3 separate regions of the Anas platyrhynchos genome follow, and all the other regions are linked to region 2. A link is a contact called in public Hi-C data. All regions are on one chromosome and are shown on one strand. Each heading gives the region's core, a stretch centred on a gene start, on an enhancer-like site or on the middle of the called end of the contact. The rest is flanking DNA. Distances are from core to core; before and after follow the strand shown.

The links. A called contact is a pair of places that touch in the nucleus more often than the background predicts.
Region 1: a contact with region 2 is called in a Hi-C map of F5 follicle, with 2.3 times the contacts expected there. The contact joins the promoter of GADD45G here to the enhancer-like site in region 2. A contact is called at or near these places in 2 of 8 Hi-C or Micro-C datasets (F5 follicle and skeletal muscle).
Region 3: a Hi-C map of liver shows a contact between it and region 2, with 1.8 times the contacts expected there. The contact joins two enhancer-like sites. A contact is called at or near these places in 2 of 8 Hi-C or Micro-C datasets (liver and skeletal muscle).

What each region holds. Positions count from the first base shown.
Region 1 is chrZ:48,211,092-48,215,699 of IASCAAS_PekinDuck_T2T, reverse strand. It overlaps GADD45G (growth arrest and DNA damage inducible gamma), which reads right to left and starts at 1,649. Exons shown (of 4, transcript XM_027446775.3): 1 at 1,456-1,649; 2 at 1,244-1,345; 3 at 944-1,157; 4 at 1-581. The coding sequence starts at 1,508. The coding sequence ends at 471.
Region 2 is chrZ:48,253,977-48,258,872 of IASCAAS_PekinDuck_T2T, reverse strand. No RefSeq gene overlaps it. Among named protein-coding and RNA genes, the nearest start is that of GADD45G, 42 kb to the right of the region's middle. Within about 2 kb of position 1,667, at least 2 of the 8 cell types and tissues checked have an H3K27ac peak or open chromatin away from gene starts, as enhancers often do. A contact at or near this core is called in F5 follicle, where this site is marked.
Region 3 is chrZ:48,293,041-48,297,491 of IASCAAS_PekinDuck_T2T, reverse strand. No RefSeq gene overlaps it. Among named protein-coding and RNA genes, the nearest start is that of GADD45G, 81 kb to the right of the region's middle. Within about 2 kb of position 1,576, at least 1 of the 8 cell types and tissues checked has an H3K27ac peak or open chromatin away from gene starts, as enhancers often do.

The sequences.
Region 1 (4,608 bases), core at 400-2,899, 43 kb after region 2:
CCTGTTGAAGTCTGCTTTAAGAGTCTCTATATCCCCCTTAGTAATCAGTCTCTAATAGTCCATCAAATACTGGAACTTCCTTTTCTCCATGTTTTATAGACAGCGCCAACAGTTCTAGTTACAGTACTCTGTCCAGTCCTTCTGTAAAGTTTTGGCCCACTTCCCCCAACTTTCTCTGTCTTCTGAAACAGCTCCTCTCGACCAGGAAACTTGCAATACTTGTTTCAGTTCCATGGTATGTCAGCCTCCCCACCGCAGCTGCAGCCTACTGAGGCTCACTGGTGGGGTGAGCTGTTCTTTTCTTCTTTCTCCTCTGTAAGAGCCCACTGCATGCCAGTCTGAGTGACCTTAATCCAGTCTCTTGACCAGGCTAATCCATGGAATCAGCAGCTTGTTGCACACTTCGGTGAACCAACACCACGTTGAGAATGCAACAAAGGTTTCAGCCTCCCCGGTGCGCTGGGTCACCATCACTCGGGCAGGGTGATAGTTGGCACCCAGTCATTGACATTTCGGCTCTCTTCACAAAAGAAGTTCAGCTTTTCTAGAGCTGGGTCCTTCCAGCCATCCTCATTTGGGTTCTGCAAGAGGGAAAAAAAAAGTTGCACACCATGAGAACTGCCTGCCAGCTGAAGTCATGACATTATTTACAGAAGCATTGACTTAGTAAGTGAGGTATTTTCAGATAGCTTCTGTCCCAGCACGGGGAAAGCAGGAAGCAGAGCTGTCACCCTTGCGGGCAGAGGAAATCCACAGTTACGAGAAACGTAGCCTACTACTACTCAGCAGATTGGCTCTCAGGCACGTGTGCCAAGTCCCCTTTCTCTGCCCAGAAGAGGATCCAGCCACCTGCAGGCAGCGTGGCCACCCTGTGCAGAGGCTGTGCTGCAAGCAGCAGCGCAGAGAGCCCCCCCCCAGCCCCTCGCCACCCGGGGACACCCACCGTGATGAGGATGCAGTGGAGGTCCCGCGGTTCCCCATCCTCCTCGCTGGGCCCTACGACTGCTGCCAGCTTGGTCACATCGTTGACCCGCACGATATCGATGTCGTTCTCACAGCAGAAGGCCTGGATGAGGGTGAAGTGGATCTGCAGGGCGATATCCCCCTCGTCCTCCTCATCGGCCGCCAGCACGCAGAAAGCCACATTGTCGGGATCGCTGCAAGAGGCGAGGCGAGGTTAGGCTCTGCGGACCGTGCTGCAGCCCCCCGCCAAGCCCAGCCCGGCCCCCGCCGCCCTACTTACACATTCATCAGCTTGGCCGACTCGTAGACGCCTGCCGTGAGGCAGCCGCGGCGCTGCGCCGACACCAGCAGCTCGTGGAGGGCCTTGCCGGCGCCCTGCATCCTGCGAAGGGGGAGACGGGCACGGTCAGTCAGCGCGGCGCCAACGGCCTCACCGCCGCCCAACCGCCGCAACGGCCGCCCAACCGCCGCCCCGCCGCCGCCGCTACCTACCAGTCGCTGCCCGCGGGCACTGGCTCCTGTCCGTGGGTCTCCTCCAGAGTCATAGCAGCGGGTGGATAAGGACAAGCCGCGGCGGCGCCGATCGCTCCCAGCCGGCACCGAGCCTCGCTGTGCTGGGCTCCGCTCCGCTCCTCGCCACCCGCCGATCCGAGCGGCTCTGCGCCGCCCGCCCGCCGCCCGCCCCTATTTATAGCCCCGCGCCGCCGCGGCGCCGGCAGCTGCCGGCGGGTGCCGCGCTCCCATTGGCCGGCGGCGGGGAAGGGGGAGGGGGCTTTTGTCATGCTAATGGGCGCGCGCCTAGGAGGGAGGGAGGGAGGGGAGGGGAGGGGGGGGGAGCGGGCGGCTCGTGCCGGCAGGACACGTGGGGCGGGGGAGGGGCGGCGGGGGCACGCGCCGGGCGGGGAAGCCCGCGCGCGGCCGGGAAGGGGGGGGGAAAATGGCGGGGGGGGAGGGGAGCGGCAGCGGGAGCGCGCACGGGTGTGTGAGGAGGCGGCCGAGCAGCCGGGCCCTTGGCGTGTAAAAGCAGCTCCCTGCCGCATAACACACTGAGCGCCCCCCCATGTAGCCCCCAGTAACGCAGCACAGCGGGACACAGCGAGCCCAGCAGCCGCTGCAGGCACCCGGGCGCCGTGAGGCGTGTGGGGAGCCCAGCGGTGCCCCGCTGCCCGGCTGTGGGTTCAGCGCCCGTCCCCTCACGGTGCAAAGCAAAGGGGCTTGAAACGGGCAGAAATCAGGCCCAGCAGCCTGTAGCGGATGCAGAAGGTTAACACGTGTGAGCACCAAAGTCACAACCCCACACATGCAGGCCTATGGGCGCAGCGGCCCTTCCACGCGTAGGCCTCCACGTCTTGCCCAAAAGCCTTGGCGTCAGGGCTTCCCCTCACGGCAGCGCTCACATCGCGCCGTCATCCCGTCTCTCCTGGCACAGACGGTGCCAAAGGCCACAGGGCATGACCAGACGCCTGGTCCAGCTCGTTTCAAACCAGGATGCCAACATCAGGCCTCCCGAGCAGCCCCGGGGGTGCAGGAAGGAGCTGTGCCTGCCCCTGGTCCCGTCCCTCTCTTTCCTCCGGTTTTGAAGCAGCCAGCTCCTCGGACTCTGCTGTCTGCAGAGCAAACTCCAGCTTCAGTGGACATCATGCTCCACTACTCACTTACTTGGTCTTTGCCTCCCATGTCTTTAATATATAGGAAAAAAAAGAACTCCATCTTATTCACTTTTTAGCATTGCTGCCCACGAACACCCAAGTAAGCATGCTGAATGTTTTGCTCTGGCAGTGGAAGTTACACCCCCCATTGCCCTAGGACACTTGAGCACGCTCAGGTGGATGTCAGTGTCCCCAGTGCACTTACAAGCCCAATGCTAAGCACCAAAATTCACTCCTGCAAATGCAGCCCAGTATGGTCTGTGCATTTGATGGGAAGCTGAGAGGCACCAGTTCTCTGCTGGATCAGCTGCTGAGTGCTGGAAGCCATCCTGCAGATCAGGGTGGGAATATCACTTGGCAGTCCTACTGCCAAGAATACGTGGATTTTGACATTAAATTTGACAGCACCGGTATAATGCCAGTGCCACTTCCATAGCAAGAAAAAAGAAAAAAAAAAAAAAAAAAAAGCTAGCCTAAAGCTCTTGGGTTTTTTACCGGCAGCTACAGCACATGAACAAACACCTCTCAGACAAACGTGATGCTGCATTCAAAGTAAAACTCTGACCTCTGGTGGACTTGTAAAATACTACTTCTACAAAAAATAATCGCCAGCCCAAAGGCATATGACGCCTAGATTCAGTGCCTGATCTCATCCCCTTAATGTTTCTGGAGAAAGCTTAGGGGAAAAAGAAAACAAACAAACAAAACAAAACAAAACAAATCAGTATTTCTTCGATGAAGAAAGCCCTTAAAACAGCAAACGGGAAAACAGCCTCCTAATCTTATAAAAAGTCAGGTGCAGAGTATCAGGGAAATAATAATGTATTCAATTACGGCAAAGGCAATGTAACATAGCAGGAAATAGCAGACACGACAGCAGATAGATTACACCCTTGTTTTGCTGGTAATACACATGATTTTGTCACAGTTAAGTGAGTAAGATAGTAACATACTGCCAAGCAAAAAGCAGCAGACACAGACATCACTTCTGCCTAAGGGAGAGGAGAATCCAGACTTCTGCACTGGAAAAAGCAAGCTAGCAAGGTAGCAGCTGTCCCAGACGTGGGACACTTCAGCCTGTCTGGTGCTTTCCTGGCCCCTGCTGCATGCCTGGAGTTCCCATCTGAAAGATGCTTTTCACCAAGAGATACTACTTCTCCTTTCAGTATAGGTGGAGCACCTCCAACCCGAAATCTTTTCAAAACCATCAGAACTTCTCTTCCTGTTCCAGTCCTCCACCTGGTCAGCCCTATTGTCCTCACCCAGCAACCTTTTTCTCCAAATACTGCATCTCAGAAGATAAAAATGAAACCAAAATCCTCTCGGTGAAACCTGCAGGTTTTAAGGAGTAAGGCAGAGAGCTCCCTCTGTCGATACTCTTTGCTCGGTGGCACTTTAACCACAGAAATGTCACCTGCCAAAACCAAACACCCCTGATTTATAGCTATCAAAGACTTATGGTATCAACAACGGTTACTTTATAGGTATCAAAAACTTAGGTATCGACTTAATGAGAAATAAGGGAATTAAGACTTTCTGTAGTGCCTTCTTTTTCCAAAATAAATAAACCCGCACGTTACAAGTCAGGGTTGAAAATGACGCTGTGGAAATAGAAGCAGTATTCATCTACATTAAGTGTTTTACAGTTTTATTAAAAAATGGAGTGTTCCTACAAATATAACTGAAGTGCTGTAGGAAGGACACCACCTATTTGGCTACATAGACCTTATTATTACAGGATGTACTGCAGCTGAGCGCAGAGCCTCCACTTCTGTCATCTGTTCAGGTTTTGAGCTAAAAAGGACTAGAGTACCTCTTGCATTAATTTTGGTTGTCTGAGGTTTTGTTTCGACAATGGCACACTGCATCAAGTGTTTGTGTGTAGCCAGAAGTGTTTGTTTGTAAGTGTTGCTGAATCCACACCACTAGTGCATTTTTCCTCCTGCAGATGCTAATCTTAAAATAAAGCAAGAAACCAGAAGTGTTGATCTAATAA
Region 2 (4,896 bases), core at 418-2,917:
GAAGTCCGTGTAGCAATGCACTCTGTCACTTTACATGGCATCTATAACACACAAAATCCAGGGAAGAGCATGCATTAAATACTTCTTCACACTGCCATGGCAGCCACAGTTGAAGGATACAGTGTTTATGGCCCTATCCCTAGCAAACACTCAGCCCAGGGCTGCTCATACTTAAGAACATGGGTAATCTGAACCAGATATGATCGGAAAGATATGTGTATGTAGATGCATTTTTCCCCACACACCTTGCTGACAGACACACTATCTTTTTTTCCACTTATTTCAGGGATCATCTGCACAGGGGATTTCTGCCACTAGAGACCAGCTGGAGGTTGAACTTCAGCAACTGAAATCTCTTGTGCACAATCTCTATAACACTGCAGTCACTGTAATTTGCATGAGTAACTTTTACCCATTGCTTGGAGTTAGGACAGTCTATGATGTGAATTGTGGTTCTTTACACAGACTAAGGAAAAAGTGAGAGTACTTCATCTCTCCAGAAGCTTTAATCTAAAATGTAGGTGAGAAGCAATAACCTTTGGGCTAAGCATGCCCAGTTCAACAAGGCAAACAAGTGCATCGCTGGTCAGCCTGGTGAGCTGCGCCTCCCAGAAGACCAGCCCCAGAGGTCAAGCAGATTGGGCCAGCTGATATTCACCTGCTCCCCAAACGAGACAGCAAGAGGCAGAGAGAAAACAAATGGGACCCCATCGCTGCTGAACTGATGTTATCTGCGGGCAGCTGTGCCTTTTGTGCAAGGAGCACACAGTGCCACAATTTGCAAATGTCACTGATGAATTGCTGCTGTCTCTGCAGCACATTGTAAAGGACTGCCTGCTCTTAATTACCAGGACTTTGTCTTTTTGTAGCAGTAATGCAGTAATGCAATTTAGTAATGAGCAAACCTAGTCCCTTTGACAATTAACTTCACATTAAACAAAGCCTTCCCTGCTTTTTTCACATACTAGTGTATGGAGAAGAAATTCTGTGGTGATTGTAGTTTTTTGCTCAGATTTCTTAAATAGAGCACAAGAACATTACTACAGATGGAAAAATACAATCTAAGGTCCCGATTCAGCGGTACGTTTGAAGATATCAGGATAGAGGATCCATTCCAGGTCATTACAGGATGATGGTCAGCTCTGGGAGCAAACCAAAGAAGGGACAGAGGAAATTAAGACTCTCATATTTCAAAAAGACTTTAGTTAAACACACTTCTGGCTATGAACCACAAAATCTAGCTGCAACGTGTATGTCTTGGTTCCAATCCCAAACCTGAAAACTCTCATCGTGGACACTCTTATTCCTTCAACAAGGAGAACTAATAGTCAGTCATTCTAAAGCATTAATAAATTATTCTCCTTTTTTAACTTCTCACATTCTTGCTCTGCTGAATATGGGTTACTACTAGTGAGGGTGCAACTTGACCTGTTATATGCAGATAATGCTGAAGCACAGCAGTCACCCTCGTTCCAGTTTCAAAAACAAATTGTTCCAAAGGTCTTGGCTTTGGACTTGTATTTCATGCCCCACCACATTGTACAAAAGGAACAGTTTCAAATTTGCAGTATGAATGATATTGTGTCATAACACCCAGTAAGTGAGAAGTGAAGAGTGCTGCCTTGTGAGCTGATATCTCCACTTACTCCCCTTGTTTAGAAACAGTTGTATTACTGCTTTTCCCCCTCTAAACAGTCAGCATAAATGCCAGCAATGCTTGTTATTCTTCATGCTACTCTCAGCAAATTCTTCACTTTTTTTTTTTTTTTTTTTTTTTTTTTTTTTGTGTGTGTGTGTGTGTGTGACCAAATAGAGCTGATGTGGCTGGGACATGAGGTACCAGACAGTAGCCCCACTTCAGATCAGAACACGCTGTTAGGTGAACTGCATTTTTTGACATTCTCTGCTAAATCAGACCTTTTTCACAAGGCACTGTATGTGAGTCCTTTCTGCACCTTGCAGGGCTTGTGCACGTCTTTTTGCACTTCTGAATGCTTTGCAGGAGACTAGTAACAGCCTCAAGTTTCTGAGAAGCTCCCAGTCTGTACTTTGAACAGGCTGGCACATGAACGCTGTACAAACAGCAGGGAGAGCACAGAACAGCCTCAGCCCGTGCTGGCTTGGCAGGACATTGACACCACGAGTAAGCTCAGTAGTTTCTTAGGTTAACACCACAGAGATTAACCTTGTAGTGTCTTGGACTACTGAAACTTCTTTAAGTACTTTTTTTTTTTTCTTTTCCATCTGAAACTATAGAGTATGCCCTTTTATTCCCTGTAACAACAATCTGACATACTTACAATTTTGGCAAACTATCAAGGATTAATTTGACACCTGTGCTGAATGCCCAAGAGTGATTCAAGTTTTACTGCAGTGACTGTGGCCCAGATTACCATTCTACACCTGTTTTATATCAAATTGTTTCTGCCACCATCCATGGTGTCACGCCAGCTGTAGTTTTTTGTTTGACCAAAGAGAAGACAGCGCTGTATAATTATCAAAGGGCATTCTTGCATCTCTAGTTCAAACAGGATCAAAACGTCAGTCATTAACAGTGGTTCCAAGTGCACTGTTGTATTTTTTTTTAAATCTTTAGCATATTTTTGTTCATGCTCTGTATTCTGTTTTTCAGACATACACGCATATGGTTTTATCACCCCAAATTCCTTGTTTTCTGGGAATGACAGCACAATGCTTAAGTAGAATGCAGTCTCTCTCAAATTTTAGCACAACTCCAATCTTTCACCTTCAAATGACTTCAAAATCATATAGGAAAAAAAAAATCATAATTTGAATGAAAAAAATGCACATGCTTTCATTAAGTTGATCTCTACAGAATCATGTCACAGAAAAAATGAAAGAAAAAATGCAACTACAGTGGCTTAAATATATGCTGCAAATACAACTAATGGTTGTATTTAATAATAATCACCATCATCATCATAAATGACCAGTAATCCTATGAAACAAAAAGACATCTTTCATCTGGATGCACAGGATTTTTTAGGTGATATACAGGATCATTGCTCATATGCCAGTATTTTCTTTACGTTCTGTAGACAAGGCTGGAATGCTGATCTAACTGGTGAGTACAAAGACACTGCCTGGGAGGTGTCACGCTACATCACGCTGATGATAACCCAACATCCGCCGTAAAAGAGGCATTTTACAAGAGTGTGATCCAACCAGCTAAACCCAGCCCGTGTCTGCTTCTGTCTTGCCCAACCTCCTCCTCCCTAAAGAAGGCAGAAAATGACTGTTCAGGCAAGCTGGGCTCTCTGAGGAGCCGAAACCTTCATCTGTGCATGGCACAACCCTCCTGTCAGCAGCCAGCCCATGAAGGGTGGCCGTGAGCTGGGATCCTGCCCCAGCTCAGCCACCCTTTTGTGCTGAAGGCACCACAGATTTCTTCAGACAAATTACTGGGGTTATTTGAGGTTTTATCAGTGATTAAATGGCTATTGACAGCTATGTCTATGCTGTGGGGTGGTTTTGTTTTGCTTTTTCCTCCTACTGTTCTTATTCTTTTGCAAAGTCATCTTGAAAGTATAAAGCACTAATAAATGCATTAATATTTCTGTCATTTTGCTCTTTGGGGCCTACATTCTTCAAATTTCACCATCTCACATGCAGCTTGATCTGCTTTAGTTACTCCCTTCTTTGACCATAACATGGTCAATCATGAAGTCCACCAAAGAGTTTCACCACTGAATTGTGCAAACCCTACTGGCTTTGTTGCAAAAAGCTTCAGTGTTACTGCAAAGACCTAGCCTAAAAGAGATCTGTACCACAGTCCTAAAATATGCATATAACTATATATACCTATATGCATCGCTGTATACACTAGTATATATAATGTAGTAGATTTCATTCAGGCACTATCCAAGCAAAAGGCAGCACAGAAGAGGAGGGTGGCAGCAAACCTGGCAGTATGTGTATCTGCCAATTTTTACTGAGTAGCTAGGACATTCTGGAAAGGTCTTCCCTTATAGCCATTTGTCATTTATTAGTGTTAATGTCTAACGCTAAATGTCTACAGCCTGGCATAGGGGAGGAGCAGGGCTGATACTCCAAGAGGCCTTTCCTACGTGAACTCATCTCTGCTCCCTGGGGACTGTTGTTTCCCCAGGGTAGATGCACTGAGAAGCCTTTGAGCAGCCCTCTGGTGGGGATTTTCACCAGCAGTATCTGGGGCAGTGGTTTCAGAGGAGGGCAGATCACCAGGCTCCTCACGGCTGTGCTGATTTCTGATGTGAGCAGTCTTGTCATTTCTCCAGCAGGTGCAAATCACCACAATTTCAAACAAACTGCTCCAACTGCACCAACAAACACGGCCGCAGCAGCCTGGCTAAACGCTGTGATAAATGTATACATGCATCCATACAGACGTGGAGGCTTTCTTCTGTGCCACTTATTGTGGAGAATAGCTGTTGCATCAACTTTTAATAGCAGTGCAGGGATTTACTTCCCCCTATGGTCTGTGGCACACTTTTCTCCTGTTCCGCGATGTACTTTGACTAATCATTTCTTAGACCTTTAGGTGCAAGCCTTTAAAAGCACTGGGAGCCCTGGGTCCCCCCTTTTCAATCGCAAACGATTCATTTTGGCGAAGTGTGGCCTCCCTATTCTTCTGCCAGCCGTTGTGTTTGTGAAAGGACCGTCTCAAATTTCTTGTGCGGGAGCAGCTGTTGCTGGACCGCGGCGGCCTTTTCAGAGCCCCTCTGCAGCCGCTTTTCACTCCTCCTCCTCCTCTCCTTCCTCCCTGCCTTTGTCTCCCCCCCAAGCAAGAGCCCCTCTGACCCTTGCCTCGCTCCAGCCTACCTCCTTTGTCGGCCGCTGCAGACAAGTTCCACCCTAAATCAAGCATTGTCTCCATCCCCAGAAGCCAGCACGTGC
Region 3 (4,451 bases), core at 327-2,826, 39 kb before region 2:
TGTAAATTTGCCTCTGACAACTTCATATGTTATTCTCATTATCACTCCATATGTTCAGTCTCAGAAATTTAGTATGTAACTGCAAGAATAAGGAAATCCCCATTTAACAGAAAAAGAGAGAGAAAGAGAGAGAAATTGGAAGAAACCTTCTTGGTGGGTTAAGCAGCTACTCATTGACATTAAAAATAACAAAAAGGAGGCAATTAAGCCTCACTAGTTCTTATCTAAAAATTAAAAGCACAACTGCTGCAAAGAGTTGTTAAGAAATATTTGTGTGACCCTAAATTATTTGTAGTTAGCAATGTAAAGCAGATAGCCGCACACACCTCATTTTATAATCTCATGCAAGGGCCCATCCCATCTTACAAACAAACAAAAAAGGATGCAAACCAGCAGCATCGGGGCTCTCAGATTTGGTTCATACTTCTCCACATGGTACTTCAGATGTGTGGAGCAATGGCATTAGGAAAATAAAACCTATACCCTAATTTTCATGACCTTTAATCAAATAATCCCAACCGCATAGGCTCCAAGATGACCAAGTCTTATTTTGAAATGAGCACACATGCATGCTCCAATATGACCCTTGTTTTCTGCAGCAGAGGTCTGCTCATAGCTGTCACAGGCACACCTCAGGGAGCTTTTCTGGCAGCTGTGCAACCTGTTTGGCAGAAGTCACTGCAGACACTAGGATGACAGGTTAGTTTTGAGGTTGCCTTCCCTTAACACACCTTCATTCAGTGAGGGTGTGTGTCAAGTCAGAGCTTTCCTCTGACAGACTCTTCTTCCCTTCATCCCTGCCCAGACATTTTGTTCCAGGCCCCTCTAGTGCTTTGAATCAGAAATAAAACCTTTTATGTATTCCCACTGCCTCATGAATTCCCAAGAATTCTTCCAAGGGAAGCTGAGGTGCGGCTCCCAACCAGCTGGGCACCCAGGCAGGGGGTGCAAGCAACTGCGGGTCCCTGTCCCTGCATGTCCTACAGCCCTTGGGCTGCAGCCCCTGCCACTCACACTGCTCCTTCCCCCGCTTCCTGACACTTCAAAGAGGACAACTGCATGCTCGGCAAGAAACATCAAACGCAGCAGGTGAGTTTCCCCCAGCCACTCTTACTCTCTTTGATAGCCCTCTCTGAATGCTTTCTGGCTCCACATCCCCACTGAACCTTCCTTTTTGCCAGCATGCACAAACAGTTCTGTCTTTGCCTTTAGTCTTTTTTTTTTTTTTTTTTTTTTGAGACTCAAAGAGCCAAGGTCAAAAGAAAATTAAGGTAACAGTAACAGTTATGTCCTGCTGCTGCTCAGTGTGTGAGGTCTGTGTGGTCCCACAGAAAGCAGTGCATGCGTGAGGACTGGGGAGTGCAGTGGGAAGGATGCCAGGCTCGTCACTGAGGGGCTGCTCTGTATCCATTTGCTTTCTTAGTTTAACATGAGTGAGTATTAGAGAAAGACATTGTGCCTAACAAGACTGGAAGAAGACACTGTGTGATTTCAAAGCAATTACAAAACATGCATGTGCTTAATTTGAGTGCTTTCCTGGAGTTACACAAGCACACACAGCTCTGACCCTCTGTGTCCTGCAGGAAACCAGCAAGCTTTGCTCAGGAGGCCAAGGGAGGTGGCACCGTGCCCAGACAGCCGTGTTTATAGAAGTCCCAGAGAGCTGTTGACCTACTACACATGACTCCAAAAACTGCCTTGCTGCTCGTCGTGCTTCCTCCATGGAGGAAACAGCACTTGGCAGAAAAGACTCATAAAAACAGAGGCTCATAAAAACAGAAACAGTGGCCATGCTCCACACACTGCATGTGACAGCGTAAATGGTATTTACCAGGACAGGCAAGCGAAACCTAGCCCTGCAAGTTCATTGCAGCTACATTTCTCAAGTGGCAAAGACCCCTTAAAGGAAAACCCCGGCAAGGGTTTAAAGTGCTATGAGTCTCTATGTGCCACCCAGGAGCTGGTATTTTTATCTTTCCTAGTGCCTCTCCAAATGTCTCAGGAGTCTGGGGTTCATCCTGTGTTTCAGTGAAACTACTGCAACTGTGCAGCTCAGTTCATACAGTGAAAGGGCACTAAATAGCCCTGAAATATCAGGTGAAACATACCCATGTTGTTTAAACAAAAAGTAGTTCATTCACTAATGCAACAGGTATCTTAATGAGAAATCTCTTAACGAGAAATCCGCATGTTTTGAATTATTCCCCTGTTTAATCTTATAAAATCAAATAATTAATATCCTGCTAAGGGCAAAAATGCACTGTGGCTTGCCCCAGTTTTCTAGGCAAAGCCAGCAGGACAGCTCTCCAGCTGAACACTGGCACGAACCAGCCACGTGCTATTCACAAGACAACACCAAGTCCCTATGGGAGAGCCCCTCATACCTCTGGCCTGGCACAAGGATCCTGGCAGGGCAGGTGGGGATGGCAGAGCCCCATCACACCTTATGAGCCTCCAGACTGGAGAAAGGGGCCCCGGGACTCCTGGAAACAACACACTGCTTGTACCCGCAGCATCTCAGGAGCTGACCTCATACAGCTATTGCACCTGCCTCCCATATACTCGTGTTTTTTTCCCCAGACACCATGCACCAAAGATATCAGCATCTTTCTTTTACCCTGGTCTTTTAAAGAAAACTTGTCACCTACATTTTGTTATGTGTTTTTGTGATGAATAAGAGAAGGCATAAATAAAATCTATGCTTTCTGCATTTAGCTGAGAACCAGAAATCCTTACTTATCTGCTACGTTACAATGAAGGATAAAACTGGTTATTCTTTTAACAGTTACTGCAGGGACCGCAAATTTCTTGAGTGTTATTGAAAGTTTCATCTTTGCTTTTGACTAATATGGGTATTTATCAGAATAAATCAGCATCCGCATTGAATTAAGAGAGAGAATATATGTATATGCTGAGTGAGAGTGTCTACATATAACAGGAGTTACCATACACTAAACTTGCTTGAAAACAGTCTCTGAAATCAAAATGCTGACTCACAAGAGCATAGTTAAGCAGTTACATAAATTGTTCAGTGCTTTCTAAAAATTGAAAAAAAAATGCCATGTTGGAGGGTCTGTGGGGTCAGTGGTGTTTCCCAGTGCCAGGGTTTCCTGACAAAGTGATGTGAAGACCAAGACTGTTGTGAAAAGAGGAAAAGAATTGTGAAAATATTAATTCTAGGTGTGTGCACTAAGAAATAATTTCCCAGTTGTGTCTGTACAACACTGCTCAGCATTTATCTGCACTGCAGATGATAAAGCAGAAATGCATCTCTTTCGGAACAATGGGACCTATTGATAAGGGTTTCACCAGAGGAAAATGCCACATACATTCCTGACTCCTCTAACAGGTGGCTAAGAAGCAATGCTGTTGCTAGAATATTAGCACCATTTGAAACTTGGACAAATGGCTTGATTAGCAAAGGCTAGTCATTTCAAACTTCATTGTGTTTTTCACTGAAATTAGAGATTTTGATCCCTCAAAAAGCCAAGCGCATTGCTGGAAATTAAATGGTCATAGTAATTCTACCCCCAAGCCTTAAACAGTGGCTCACTTCTGCCATTAAAACATGATTGTTTTGTCACAGGAGAAGAGAGGGCAGGTATGCATGAGGATAGGTCACAGACTGCAGACCTTCTGCAAAGCTTCTGCCACTGCCATCTCATAAAACTGAAATGAGAAGTTCGGCAGGTCAAGTCAGCTGAACCAACCCAATTATCTAGCCGCAAAGGGGCAAAATACCTCATACACTATATTGTATGCAAAGATATGACAGGTGACATCATTTAACTCTGGTAAAAATCTGTCATCCAGTGCAACTAACAGTGAAAAGTATCCATTTTTCTCTATTTGTTTTACTGATGGAGTAACGTTTGTCTCCTTTTCCAAAAGCCTTATGAATTAGAAGTCTGCAGTACTAATCACCTTTCCTTAAAAAAAAAAAAAAAAAAAAAAAATGCACTTGTGAAGCAAATCATTTTTGTACTCATAATCAATTAAAGAAAGCACAAAGTTCTATAGGGTGGGATGACTTTTTTTCTTTTTTTCTTTTTTTTTTTTCTTCAGGAGTCTCTTAATCCTACACTGATATCAGCAATCCAATTTCTAGCCACTAGAAGAAAAACCTAAGACAAAGCAAAACTCATTTTCTGCTAGCACACTCCCTCAAAAACTAAGGGAACAGGCATTCTTGTTGGCAGGCTGGAAGAAAGTTGTGAAGGAAGGTGAAGGCTGTGGTAAGCATGCACACCGAATGCAACAGCACATGCTGCACTAACACTTTGGCTAGGATGTGTAAGTGAAGCATGATCTACTGTGTTCACTGAGGAATGCAGCAACCCTGAGGTGTGGCAGCAAGGCCTATTTTGTTGCGGTTACCCTTCTGGTTTGCATTTAGTAATTAGCATCTTAAATAGATTCCCACTTAATTTAGCATTCTGTACTTTTTATGT